Linked DNA regions of Cyprinus carpio: region 1 is linked to region 2. The links are chromatin contacts, called in public Hi-C maps. All regions are on one chromosome and are shown on one strand. The core of a region is the stretch at or near the end of the contact, and the rest is flanking DNA. Distances in the headings are between cores, read along the strand shown.

Evidence for each region. Hi-C and Micro-C count contacts between places; a contact is called where the count stands out from the background.
Region 1: a contact with region 2 is called in a Hi-C map of skeletal muscle, with 2.4 times the contacts expected there. The contact joins the promoter of LOC109108812 here to the enhancer-like site in region 2. A contact is called at or near these places in 3 of 8 Hi-C or Micro-C datasets (liver, red blood cells and skeletal muscle).

What each region holds. Positions count from the first base shown.
Region 1 is chrA18:18,162,286-18,169,596 of ASM1834038v1, reverse strand. It overlaps LOC109108812 (myocyte-specific enhancer factor 2A-like), which reads left to right and starts at 1,719. Exons shown (of 12, transcript XM_042775194.1): 1 at 1,719-1,990.
Region 2 is chrA18:18,084,240-18,091,144 of ASM1834038v1, reverse strand. All of the region lies in intron 7 of LOC109108812 (myocyte-specific enhancer factor 2A-like), which reads left to right. Among protein-coding and RNA genes, the nearest start is that of LOC109054899, 15 kb to the right of the region's middle. Within about 2 kb of position 1,789, at least 1 of the 8 cell types and tissues checked has an H3K27ac peak or open chromatin away from gene starts, as enhancers often do. A contact at or near this core is called in skeletal muscle, where this site is marked.

The DNA of each region.
Region 1 (7,311 bases), core at 470-2,969, 79 kb before region 2:
CCAGACGATTTGAAGGATGCGCTAGCCTACTACATTTCTAAGTTGTGAGGTAAAAAATGGAAAATAAGTTGTGAGAGTGTCAGGTGTATAATTACAAGCTCAGATATTAGTTACTTTAGAGTGAACAAAAGGAGAAAAAGTAGTTGGTGAAAACTTCTGATGTTTTGATTAGATATGTTACATAGATGCATGAGTATGTGACAGTTGTGTGCGGTGCTGCGCTACTCAGTGATGGCAGGGCATGCTCAGTGTTAATTATGTGCGTTAATGAGAGAACAGAGCCAGACTGTAAGACACAGGGTATTTTTAGAGCCTCTGCAAAGTTATCTAATGCACAGACTCAATCTGCACAGATACATACTGATGTACATTTGTGCTATTCCATTTCCTCTATTTTGTCATCCTACCTTTATAGGCTCTGTCTGCTGTGGTAAAGATCGTTTAAAAAAAAAAAAGTGTGAAAAAGAGCGTTATTATTAACACTTCGCTATATGGTTCAGTTCATACCATTAAATGCATTATGTATCATGAATTAACAACGAACAGGTCATGTACATTTAAACTATTTTTCATTACTCAGTCAGGTTAATTTATAATAACTAATATTAATTTGTTAGTTTGTTTAACTTGAAATCCTGTATTAGTTTATAGAATTTAATATTAACCTAAGTTCATATATGCTATAAAAGTGTTTCTAGTTCATGATACCTATAGTGCATTAACAAGTGGTAACGTATTGTATCAAGATGCTCTTTCACTTAATATATGAATAACTTATTGTTTTCAATATTTTTGAAAGGTCAGATTATACTTAACATTGAGGAACCATTTCTGTGCATGAGCTGGGAACTGTGGAAAATGAGCGGGATATTTGAAGAACTTTGGCTTGTTTAGTTCTGTCTAGTTTTTATTGTAATGATGTTTTAATCAAGAATCTGCTGTCAAAACGATGACCTTCAGTGTGTTTATGAGTCCAATGAGCCCGTTGTTCTTCAAAAAGAAAGTTCAGACAGAAACTCTAACTTGACTATGGTGCTCTAATATGTTATAATATGAGTAATATTATAAAATCCTTTATTTAATTGGTGGCGTAGTATCTAAGCAGTCTGGACTGGAGCTATTTGTGGTTGGGAACAATGCTGAAAATGTCAGCTGTCTTCTATTTGAGTATGCTTTATAAACCCCACTGCAATTCTCTAGGTCTTAATGACCCATCAATACAAAACTTTAACTTCAGCTGACAGGGAAATCTAAGTGCTTCAGCTGGCTTATTTTTCACTATTCTGTTGAACCCAAAACTTTATGGCAATATACTATTGAAATTTTGCTCAAATTTTAATGGTTCATGTTTGGATGACTTCTATTGGCGAGTAAAATGACACTTTGAAGTATTGGTGGGAGCACTGGCAAGGCTTTATTATGAGAAAGCGAAACAACAGGGAATTCTGTGTCTTTGCTTTCTTCTTTCTTCCATCTCTTGTGAACAGTCAGGCATTGTTGTTCTCTGATCAGCACATTTTTTCACTTTTATTAATAATAATAACAACAGAAAACACATCTAACACCCTTGGTATTGGTGAGTGACAGCTGCGGCTGGTCCACCACTCCCCTGAGCCAAGCCCTGTCACATACACGCATGCCCAGCATGTCAGCGTCCATCTGGGATCCTACCCTTCAAACTTCTGTCACCCAGCTCCCTTCCGGCAGAAAGACCCAGGGATGAGAGTGTGAAGTCAGGCCTCACAGGGGCAAGAAGAAAGCCGTCCAAAGCCAGCTGGTCTGGATTTGAGGAAAGCAAGGGAGACAGAAAGCAAAACAGAGAGAGAACGTGAGAGAGGAAGGCAGACAAAAAGAGAGACAGAGAAAGAGAGAGAAAATTAAAGTAATACAAGGGAAATTAAGAAAGTAAGAGTGGCACACCTGAGAAAGATACCTGAGGAAAGCCTTAGCAGCAGGTTCTGTGAAAGTAATCAATCATCACAAGAAACAGGTGAGCTACACAGCCATTCACAGATGGGGAGGGGCAATGGGGTAGATCCATTGTATACAAGACTTGGCTGCTTGTAATTGGTAAGTTATGGAACAATGCAAGCAGAAAAATCACACTTCAAATTAATGCATGATTATACAGAAAAAGCTATTTAAAAAAAGTACAGTATATATATATATATATATTGTGTGTGTGTGTGTGTGTGTGTGTGTGTGTGTGTGTGTGTGTGTATATATATCTTTGTACATCTTTTAACTTTTAACTTTTTTTTTTTTTGTTTTCTTCATAATAATTATGCTTGAAGTTGTAACTTTTTTGCAGGATTGCACCACTTTCATTTTACTTGAATAAAACAGAAACTGTGAATCTCTCAAACGTCTTCAGCTTCTTTTTATTCAGTATTGAAGTATATGAAATGCAGAGTAATATTTCAGTGTTAGTTGTTTGCTGCACCACATTTTACTATGTTGAGTAAATCTGATCAAGACCTCAGTTGTTGTTTTTTTTTTTTTTTTATTGCTACAAACATAACTTTTGCATTTTAGAATCTTTTTACTCTGCTTACTGGTCATTATCTACTGTATTTTTAGTTACAGCTGATTAAACACTAAACTGGAAAAAAGTGTTTCTTTTTAGCTAATCTCTAGATCACAGGAGGCTGGGTGTTCAGTATGGTTTGTTAGGGTTCTGGTGCCCATGGGTGTTTGCACAGGGGATCCAGAGTATGTGCCTAGCCCGGATGGAACTATTTTTATGTACAGCTCCAGCTTTACAAGGCTTCAAATAGAATGTGAAAAAATGTGAAGTCACAGAGAGCACATAATCAGGGATTTCATCAATATCCGTAGCCTTTTTCCAGGGATTACTTAATGCAGTATGAGTTTGCTGTGGATTCTATAGCTATATTTTCTATTGTAATATTTCTATTGTTCTGTTGTATTTTTATTTCAAGTGGCACATGTCCTTGTCTTAAGAAACCGATATAATGAAGTACTTTTACAGTTTTACATTTTCAGGCATTGTTAGGAAGGATCAGCAAGGAAAGTGTTATTTTATCTTGACAATCTAAAATTCTGCTAAAATGACAATAAATTATATTCATGCTGCCAACTGTTTACTCAAAGTGCAAAAAAAATTCTAAAGATGAAATATACTGTAAAGTGGCTAAGCTGCCAGTTTTGATTGTTGTGTGAATCCATGATGATTGCTTATATTTATGTCCAGGTGCAATTTGAAGCTCAAAGTGCTTAAAACACTGGATAATGAGGTCAGTCAGTGTGTGTTAGTAATCACCTGAATTTGTCTGCATTGTTACAAAAGTTAATACTGCGTATTATAAGTGATGACACTCTTGCTGTATTTTAGTAATATGATTTAGTGTTGTAATGTAGTGTTTCAAATGAAAACAAACTAAATTTTGAAAAATGTAAATCATTTACAAAGGCCTCTGAAAACTGATTGTGGTTTGTTTTATTTATTGGTCCTTGTATAACTGTTTTGTATTGTTTTAACATGTTGTAATTCCTTTGATGTCCTGTATGTCCCATTTCACATGTGGTAAAACGGTGTTAGCACAAATTCCCTTTAAGTCCCAGCAAAAACAGCTCATGTTCAGTACCACACCTCTTACACAGATCCTACATCTACACGTGACACTGCCACATGCAACGTAAAACGCAGCCAACCTCTTTTCTCTGATTGGTCACTGACAAGCCGCTGAGGGATTGGATTGGATGGGAAATATGTCACTTCAAAAGCACTGACCCTATTGTTACTGTTGTTTTATAGAACTTACGTCAATCGTATCTAAGGTAGTGCCTTTCTAACAACCGTAATAAATATTAAAATTGCTCTGGATGTAACGGGCTTTTAGCAACCAGCCACTAATCGTTGCTGTTGATGATTTTACTCAACAGTGCCGTCTTTGTTAACTTTTTCGGAATGGTGCTTTAACTGTCACTTCCTCGATTCGATGACATACACATAGCCTATACTTGGCTATCCGGGTTGTTTCCTCGCTTTCTCAAACTGTTAAACGCAGTGATGTCATGATGTGGCGGTTAGGGAGCCGTTTCCTCTCTTTTTCGCCTCATGCCGCGCGCTCACTTGCTTTGCCGCCTTTTACCTTTGACAAAAACACAGTGTCGGACTTCTTTCGTGTTGTTTTCATCATGTTTAACTCGCTATTCTTGAGTTTTTCATATTTGTTTTTAAACTGGAGATGAGACACGAGTAGAGTAGGAGGTGGTGGAGGACGAGGAGGCGGCATTTTTTATGGCAAGCCCAAGTTACAATTATTCCTTAAGACCAAATATAGAATTAGAGCTTTCAGAAAGAGCTTCATTGCTAAATGTGCTTACACACACAACATTTTTTATCTTGGTGACAGAAGCTTCCAGTGCACAGACAGGCTGACAACTGACTAGACAATGATAACAAAATAGAAATAAGTGAGTAAAAATAAATAGGTATAAACAATACACAGCATGCTAATTTCTACAAAGTAATCCAATAGTGACAAGTCCCCCCCCCACTATCCACTATCCTGAATCTGATTCGCTTTTTTCATTTAACTATATGGAGATCTGTGGTTTAGAATGACTGACTAGTAGCCTCTCTTTTCAAGTTATTGGTGGTACCTTTTCCAGTTTTATTTGTAAGTAGATACTTTACGGACTAGCACGTCTTAGTTACTCCAGTATTTAAGCCTACTAGTATTTCAATTTTACCGATAGAAATTGAGACATTAGTACCTATTTATTAGACATTAATATGCATTCTGATAATTATAAAATGTCCAATTTTACTTTTAAGAATCTAATTAGTATATGAAGTAATCTGTTTGACTAAAATTACATCTTTAAGTACTTGTAGCTTAGTTATTCTGATAGTTTGACCTACTAGTATTCAGGTTTTATAGTAGCCTATTCCTACTAGTATTCCTAGTAACAAATAAATGTACCTATTTATTAGACACATTGTGATAATTCTGATTTCTGACTTTAATAATAAGATTTATCATCTATAAAGTAGTCTGTTTGACTGGTCATTACATATAATATAAATAAAAATGCAGTTGAGATAGTAGTGACTAGTTGTGTCTTAAAAATAGGTACAGTAGGCCTACTATCAAATAAATAAGTAGGCTACTAGTAGAGCTATAGATTCCAGTAACTTGATAGGCCTATAGTTATTAATTAATCATTATTAGACCTATCTGTGACTAAAGAATAGTTACTAGTAAAACTGAAAAAGAACCTAGTCCCTATTTCAAATCTTAAAAAAAAAAAAAAAAAAAAAAAAAAAAGTTACACCAATGAGACGATAGACACTATTCAGTTTTTAAGAATATATGTTAAAAGGGCTTGCCGTAGGAGATTGACTCCGTCCAGTGTTCGTCATATTGGGGGAGGAGCTTATGTTGTGACAAGAGCGACTGCTGCTGCTTCTGAGTTTGTCAGCTCAGCTCCCGAAAATAGAAGCCGTGTGTCAATGTGACTGAAAAAACATTTATGTCACAGTGTATCCACGGGAGTCACTGATACACAGTATCTATATACAGCGAGGGGGACCGCGAAGAAGAAAAGGTGAGTCGCAAAAATAGCAACAATGTTACACAGCAGCGAAGTCGAGAGAGAGGAGGGAGTCGTGGAGTGAGACTGGATGACCGCGAATTAAACGCGTTACAGTTCGTTTGGGGAGCTAAATATGTTTGAAATATGTGTGTCTCAGTGCTCGGCAATACGTCTGGATGTGTTTGGTACGACTCGCGAGCTCCAGACTGAAGGACAACAATGTTTTGTGCTCGCAATTCTCTGTGAAGAAGAGCTCGTGCGTTTTTTTTTGGGTTCAGTCCACTTTGACACTTGGCAAATGTTGCGCTCTAGTCTCGCATCATTATCCGGGCGGTGTTAACATTTTTTGGAGGGGCGATTAAAAGAGACATCTATTATTCAAGAAAACCAGCAGATATGGAGATATTTACTGTAAAGTTCGAATTTATTTCTATAAACTTTGCAAACCGTTAAGCTTTCGCTTCTGAATACTCAGGTAGTGTCAGTGGTTGAAGAGGGTCACCTGCTGAGGTTCAGAACTTTAGAACGGGGCAGGATCAACTTCAGGACCCCTGTGACATAATGTTTTCTTACTTTCTTTTGTCTCTGAATATGTGGGCTGGCAGGTTGAAGTTGCAAGACAGATATTTATTGCATTTGATCTTGCTTTTTGGACGAAACATTTGTTTAAAACACCCAAACTAACAGAGACAGCTGGATATATTAATTTATTGTAATTCAGACACTGTAATTTGGGATTAGTAAATGTTTTACATTCTAAGGCACATTAAAACATGCACAGTCAACAAGGTTAAATTGTAAGATATTACCTCCAAAGCCATCTAAAGCACGTCCAACCACTTTATGAATATTAGGGAAAGTTATTGTTCTTCTATTATGCCTAACTTTGAGAATGATTTTGAAATTTGGAAGTGATTGCAGATAGTTTTCTCTCTGAAATCTAGATGGTGCTGGTCTCTTGCAGAGCTTTGGATAGCTGACACCAGTTAGAGCACGAAGTATTACTTTGATGAAGCATCGCATGGTTTATTGGAGTCTCTCATACTGTATATTAGTGAATAAACTGAGACAAGTTGCCATCAATTATATGCCATAAATTATATTATAATAGCATATTAATTTTACTTGTGATTAAATGTTATTCTTGAGGTCACAGGGTCTTGTTACAAACTAGTAAGAGGTCTAACTATTGTGTGTTACATGATTGTGACTTGTCTGCAAGGTCATTACTGCAATAAAGTTATTAAATTAAATATAATTTAAATTTCATTTATGTTTAGTTTTGCCGTTAACCAACAGTCGGGTCATTCCAAGTTATTAGTTAAAAAAAAACAAAAAAAACAATCTAGACTAATAATGTTTCACGTTATGAAATTTGAAACAGATTGTACTGAAAAAATAATTTGGTATCAACTTAATAAATGCTTGTTTAAAATATTAACTTTATTTACTTACAGCCTAATCATCCAGAGGCAGAGAGTGTAGTACTTGTGCTTGTAAGATTACACATGCCTCTGTTAATGGCCCTGCAGCCCGCAATTTAGTTATCGGTAAAATGCCTTAGACTCGCCTTAGAAATGCAACATTACAAAATGATATGCCAATTTGACATTCACAGAATGTTTTAGTCATGTCAATTATATTTATTTAACAATTCAAATATTTATCAATATTTTATATTGATAAAGATATTAAATTGATAAAACCGAAACTAAAGTAAGCCACAATGTCTCGACTTGTTGTCCG
Region 2 (6,905 bases), core at 540-3,039:
AAAATGGCGGCAGCTGCAAGCATCTCTGCCCCGCTGCTTGTGTGTACACACACTGTCAAGTCACCAAGGACGCACACAAGGTCATGTGTCCAACTGTTCCTCCCTGACAGTTACAAATACAAGGGTTGCCTCCGTACTCTAGTGGGCCTCTTTGTCTATGTCATCGAAAGACTAGGGCTACTTTTTCAACATTACAAAACACCCAAGCACAAGAGCATGACTGCTGGAACAACAGGCGGCGAGATTCATGCTCTCTCACATGATCTTGAAAAGTTTTTCTTTTTTTCTGGAAAACTTTGAAAGTTATTACTATAAGGTAATCATCAGCAGCATCATTAGACGTAGTGCAGGTGCAGCTCAGCAAGAAGTTCCGTTCTGTCTGTGTATGTGTCTGTCTCTGTGCAAGAAACGGTTAACTGTGTTTCAGCAGCTGATTCAGACAGGCAGGTAAATAAACTCAGCATTTCCTTTAAGGCCCCCTTCCTCCATCCCTCCCGGCCCCCTCGAGTTTCCTTCCCCCTATTGACAGGTGCATCTGTTTTCCTGGTACTGTAGCAGTCCTTATACGGCTGGCGTAAGCTTGCTACATACCTGACCCAGCAGAACCCGGCAAGCATTTGGACCATGACATCCCTCTAAGACTGTTGTGCACAATGACCAGGCAACCTGTCATAAGCAGTCTGTGGCAGTGAGAGGCAGAGGCAGGTGGTATTTAACCATCTTTTTGCCAACTTCACTACACTACACACACACACAGACATTTGTGCTAACTGAGTGTTAAGTGTCCGATACTCACTTGATTGGATGTACACAGTGGGAGATAATATTGTTTTTTGAGTCTCCTATGAGATCATCTACAGTATAACACTCAGAGCTTTTTGGTAATGAATACCTCAGAGTACTTTTTCAGTAACATAGAGTAGAATTCATTGCTATTATGTGCCTGATGCCTCTCATCAGTCTTTTAATAATTGTCAGACATTTATGAGCCAGTCCCCACTAGCATAGTCCCTTTGCGACAGTAGCGTATCTCTGTAGAATCAATATTTAGAGATTTGAAACAAGGATGTTGCTAGATATAAATGACACCCGGGGGTTAGCCTATTAATGCTATATCGTAATGCAAAAATATCTACACCATTTAAATTGGAATTCAATATTTTGAAGGAATGTTAACTTGGCTATGCCGCCATCAAGGTTTGGTAAAAAAGACATAAGCAAAAAATTTACACTTTGTTTTAAAAGTTATATTCATATATTTTAATGAAATATTTTAGGAAATAATACAACATATTGCATTATATAATAAATGAGAGAATTGGGAAAATTATTTATATAAATAAAAATGTAAAATCTATCTATCTATCTATCTATCTATCTATCTATCTATCTATCTATCTATCTATCTATCTATCTATCTATCTATCTATCTATCTATCTATCTATCATATGAAGGTGCTTGATAAGTTTACTCGATAATTTTAACTTGTACTGACTTTGAGCGGGTGCAAAGACTTTTCCCATAGGCAGACAGTTAGCAGCAGAAGTAAGAGGGGGAAGCGAAATATAGCTCAGAGAGTGTGAGCACAGTCCCGTGAAACTGTCGCAGATGAGTGATAGAGAAATGGAGTGTGCGAATCTATGCGGTGCCCTGTGCTGCCCATGGGAACACTCCCGTCTTTGCTGTCATCTCGAATGCTAGAATCCGCAACTAGTTTTTACTCTAGTTTTGAGAAATGTTAAGAATATTTAGGTCTGTTATTGATGAATATACCTTTATATTGTGTAATTTGTTTATTAATTACCCATAAATAATGCAATTGAAGTTAAATTTATTTTCATTCAGGAAATGATGGCCCAGCCCAGAGTATCTGAGGAGATTTAAGGTACTGGACGTACAGTGCTTAGTTGACAGTGGCATTACAGGGTGTGGCGAGGAGTGTGTGCCCAGAGGTCTCAAGCCTTTGGCTCTGTGGTCACGTAGCACTTTGGATCTCTGATCACATAGCGCAGCTGTTGTTTGTTCCAAACAGCCTCGGCCAGCGTGGCTGCCTTGGAGAGGAACCACTTCAGTGCTCCTGTCAGATGGCAATTCCTTGCATACTTCTGATTTTTCACAAGCAGAAGGCACTAGGGAGCAGGGACATCTCAGAGCAGAGCCTGCAGGAATGCGGCTCACAGCACTCTTCTTCTACCCTCTCCCCTGTGTAGAGCGACCTCATATTGCCTGAACGAGTTAAGCGCAATGCTCTGATCACCAGTTAAGCCAAAGGAATGGTGCAGAGGATCCAAGAGTTAATCCAAGCACATACACCGGCTCTCCTCTTTGGGGAAAGAAAGCTTTTTCATCATGCTGACATGCCCAACTGGGGTGCAAATGAATCTTTTTGTTCGTGAAATATCAGGCTCGTGTTGTAGCACAATTCTTTCTCTTTTGAAGCGATTCGGTGTTACCTAACTATGTACAGTTGCTGGAGGTCAGGATGAATCATCAGTACTGTGAAACAAAATGGCTTAGTTTCCTCTCAGAGTTCTCTGATATGGCAGCTCAGCACGATTCCAGCAGAATGTTTGGTTTCGGATCATCTTCGTTTCAGATTTTATTTTGCTGTTGACTTTTGCAGGGAACAGAAGGCCTAGTTTCTCTCAAATTACTCAGATCCCGTTGTTGACTTACAAATCATTGCCACTGTTTTATTTTATATTGACACAAAAAAGAAAAAAATCTCTTCCCACATTGTGAATTTTTCAAATCGATCTAGACCCAGACTTAAGCAGACAAAATGTCATTGATGGATTTTACTTTTTTTTTTTTTTTTTACTTTATTAGATAATTGTATATTTATCTATATATTTATATTATTACATTTTATATAATACGTGTTGTATTTTTATATATAAATTGTTCTCATTATTAATGTTTTTTTTATTATTGTATATATCATTTAAATTATTCTTAATTCATCAACATTAATAATTCAAATGAATATAAATAAAGTTTAATCATCTGGTTAATTGGATAACCATGAGAAGGTAACATGTTAGGACCTTGTGTTTTCTGATAATACTGGAGTGTTAAGTATTAAAGAGATAAAATGCCATATATTCAATATGTTCATGCAACTAAGTTGACGGTTTGGCAATTTAATTTAATTAAAAGTGAAACGATCTGAAGTCTTGTTATATGTGCTTTTGTCATGGGATGACATGACATGTGGCTGATACATTAGAAGAGCAGATCCCACACATTCAATTAGTGCACAGCAATAGATTTGGCACTACGAGCTGATGTGATAAAGACACCTTATTCAAGCTAACAAGAGCAAGTTCTCAGCTTGCAGATTACGCCAAAGTTCACAATGCGTGATCATGCACAAAGAGGAAGAGATGCAAACATAATGGTTCCAGAAATAAAACATTTGTGTTCTGATGAGCACCAATTAGTAATCTGATGAGCCGATCTTTGACGCAATCCAAAATTCATTTTTTAGTAGATGTGCTTTTTGGCCGTTAAGGACCTTCTCTTCTAAAAACGAGTTGTATCTTTGTTATGCAGCGTGCCTAGAATCTGCACATCTTCCTTCATTGATACTGAAGAATTAAAGGCTGTTGAGGAACAATTTAAAGCCCTGTTTGTGTGTCAAAAGAATGTTTCTCGAAAGAGCTTTTATATATGGCAGTTACTTAAAGGTGCTGTATGTAGGATTGACACCGAGTGCAGGGCTCTAGAGCAACTTTTTTTCTTAGGTGCACCAGCACAAAAGTTAGGTGCACCCAATTTTTCGACTGCATCTCATTTAAAACCACAGTTTTACAAGTTCACTTTTTTTTTAATCGCTGTCCATATAGGCAATATTGACTCAATATTGAGCCCTGGAGTGGTTGAACTAGGTATTGCAGTCCAAATTCAAAATATTGGAGAGGGTTTTTTTCACCCGGCCCCTCCTTCTCAGACTTGACGCACACACAGGTTGCCAGACTGACAACACCAACAGGAACGAGCGCACTTGATGATGAATGAAATGAAATAAGCGGTGTTTTCCGCCAACTGGCAATCCGGGGTGCCGAAATACAATTGGGTAAACTGGCAGTGGGTGGGTTTCACAAACCAAAACAGAGACCAAAATTCCGGCCCGGAACAAACATTTTCAAAGGAGAATAACTGACTGTAGCATTGTTTTTCAGATAAACAAGTATGTTAACTTAGCATGTTTCTTAAATATCTGCAAACATATTATGTTATTATTATGCTTTAGTAGAGTCAAAATCTTGCATACAGCACCTTTAACCATATCTTGAGGTCCCAATCCAGTCCTCCCAATCGCTCTTTCTTCCTTTTTTTTTTTTTTACTTTCCTCATGGAGGTATTGCAAATTTAAATTTTTATTATTTTTATTATTATTATTTGTTCAAAAGGGCTCTCCAAGTAAAATATGAATATGATTTTTTTTCTTTTTTGGCACTAACAGTTGGAACTCTTTTCCCAGCTCACATTGTTCCTGTGCATGATTTCCAGAGCCAAAACAATATGGCTGCACCCGTTAAAGAGGTACTGTTCAGCCTCATTAATTAAGACTATAATTAGAATTTGGACTCTGTTCCTCTTAATCTATTAGGGAGGCGAAGCTTTGATTCTGAAATCCATTAGTCTTTTCTCATTCATGCATACTTGCCCCTCTGAAGACACTACGTTGCTCAAGGTAATGATGACACACCTAAATGGATAGGACTTATCTGGTGCTTTATATCAAAACAGCCTTGCTTTGAAAGGAAACAAATTATTTGTTTTGAAAAGTGGGTCATTATATAACCATGCTCCCATAGGATCATGCATTACTCAGAGCTGAGCGAGAAACTTATTTTATCAAAGTAAGCAGCATTGTTCAAGACAGCAATGTAATTTGGCATAACTCGTCTGTATTTGGTGTTCATTTAGGAATTGTGACATTGGGTTCACTCTGTTCGGTTTGAGAGGATTCAATGTGTGACTTACATAGACATGGTGTTTGAAGAGCGAGAGGGGTGGGGACCCTGGATACAGCTCAGAATCAGAGCTGCTTATGTCTCAGTAGGGCCTCAGTTACACATTCCGCCTTTTTGAGAACAGGCGCCTTTTTCAGAAATTGGGAGCATTTCAACTTAATGATATCATCCTCCCTCCTTTTGATCATTATCAGAGTAATGCACTGCCGCTGTGCTTTTTTACAGTAATTACGAGATATTTTCCTCCCTCTCACTAAAGGTTCACACACTCCAGTGCTTACATTCATCTTATATTTCCTGTCAACTGAATAAACGTTTATACAGTACCAGCCAAAAATTAAAACCCACCTACTTATTCTTCATTAGTATGGTTTTCTGCATTTAGTCATCAAAGTATTACATAATGCAAATTAAAGTATGCAGTTTTAAGATTTTATACGCATTCTAAGTTCTAAGATTCTATAATATAGATAAGATAGTTGTAAGATAAATGTAAATATATTGTTATTAGTTAAAAAAGTAAACATATATTACACATTTAAATACAATGGAATTTATCAATTAAAATTATTTTATATGCACTGTTGTGTGTGTGTGTGTGTGTGAGGGGGTGTTTGTATCACTTAATGTAAATCAAATTATGTGGTTCAACTATATGGGTAAATATATCTATCAGTGCCTTGAACATATTATATATGTTTCTATTCTTTCTTATGTATGCCTTACAGTATATATTTCTACTTCCACTTGTGTTGAATTATTCCTCATTTTCTGTCACTTTGAATAAAAGCATCTGCAAAATGAATAAATGTTAATGTTCTACTTGCCAAATTTCATGAAAGGTATTTACTATTCTAAGACGATTGTTGAAACATCTGATGTAGTCCTCAGGTTTTTAATTACACCCCACAAAAAGTTTGCTTTTGTTTGTTAATCCAAGTAAGATGAGTGATATTCATTGAGATTTGTAAACTGGGTGAAGGTTTAGCTTCAACTGAGATACTCTTACAATCTGCTATTAAAATCTTGTGAGATGTGTGAGACATGTGGGTGACCCTAGTTGAAATCTTGCTTGGATTATTTCCTGAGCCCACTTAATTTGATTGTTTCCTGTCTGTTTTTGAGGTTTTCTGTCTGTAGATATAGCCCAGAAATAAAAAGTATATATTAAAAATTGAGCTGTGAGCATTACGTGTACGTGTTGCTCTCAGAAGAGGCATGCTTTAACGGAGACACAGTAAGTGCATGTCTCTGCTCTCTGTCTCTCTGATGATGGCCTTCTCTCTTGCTGTCCCACAGCAAGCCCCCACAGGAAATGAGCATTGGGTGGGGGGCAGAAAAAGCCCCGTGACTAACATTTAATCAAGCTACTGTTGTGAAGAAAAACACACGGAAATGACATTGCACTTTGCTGTATGCACAGTTCCAAGCAAATGGAAATGAAATGGACCTTTTCTGAAAACCAAAAGACATTGCACTTGTTTGGCTGATGGTTGTTGTTTAGTTGCTCAGCATTTTTCATACTGACGAGAGAACACATTGAAACAGAGACCGTAGGGGTGATTGTGCTTTTGGTTTGAACGTCGGCCAATTGTAATTCCTGTGTTTGTCTTTGGAGGTTACACATTGTGTGGGTAAATGACCCATGATTGTTAGAGAATATTTCAGATGGTTGTGTGAAGGAACTTGCTAACAATGTGGGCCAGCAGATGGTAGAAAGACATCTTTGTAAATCTCTGACGTTCATATGAAACCAGAAACCTGCAATATGTATAGTATACAGGTGTGAGGTCAGTCAGGTGCAGAGTTGATGGATTAGCCTGTTCGTTCTCATGTGATGACATCATTCACACACAAACTTTTCAGTATTTGTTGTTGATGTTCTGCAGACTGACGCTGGGTTCCTCTCATTGTGCTTTTTT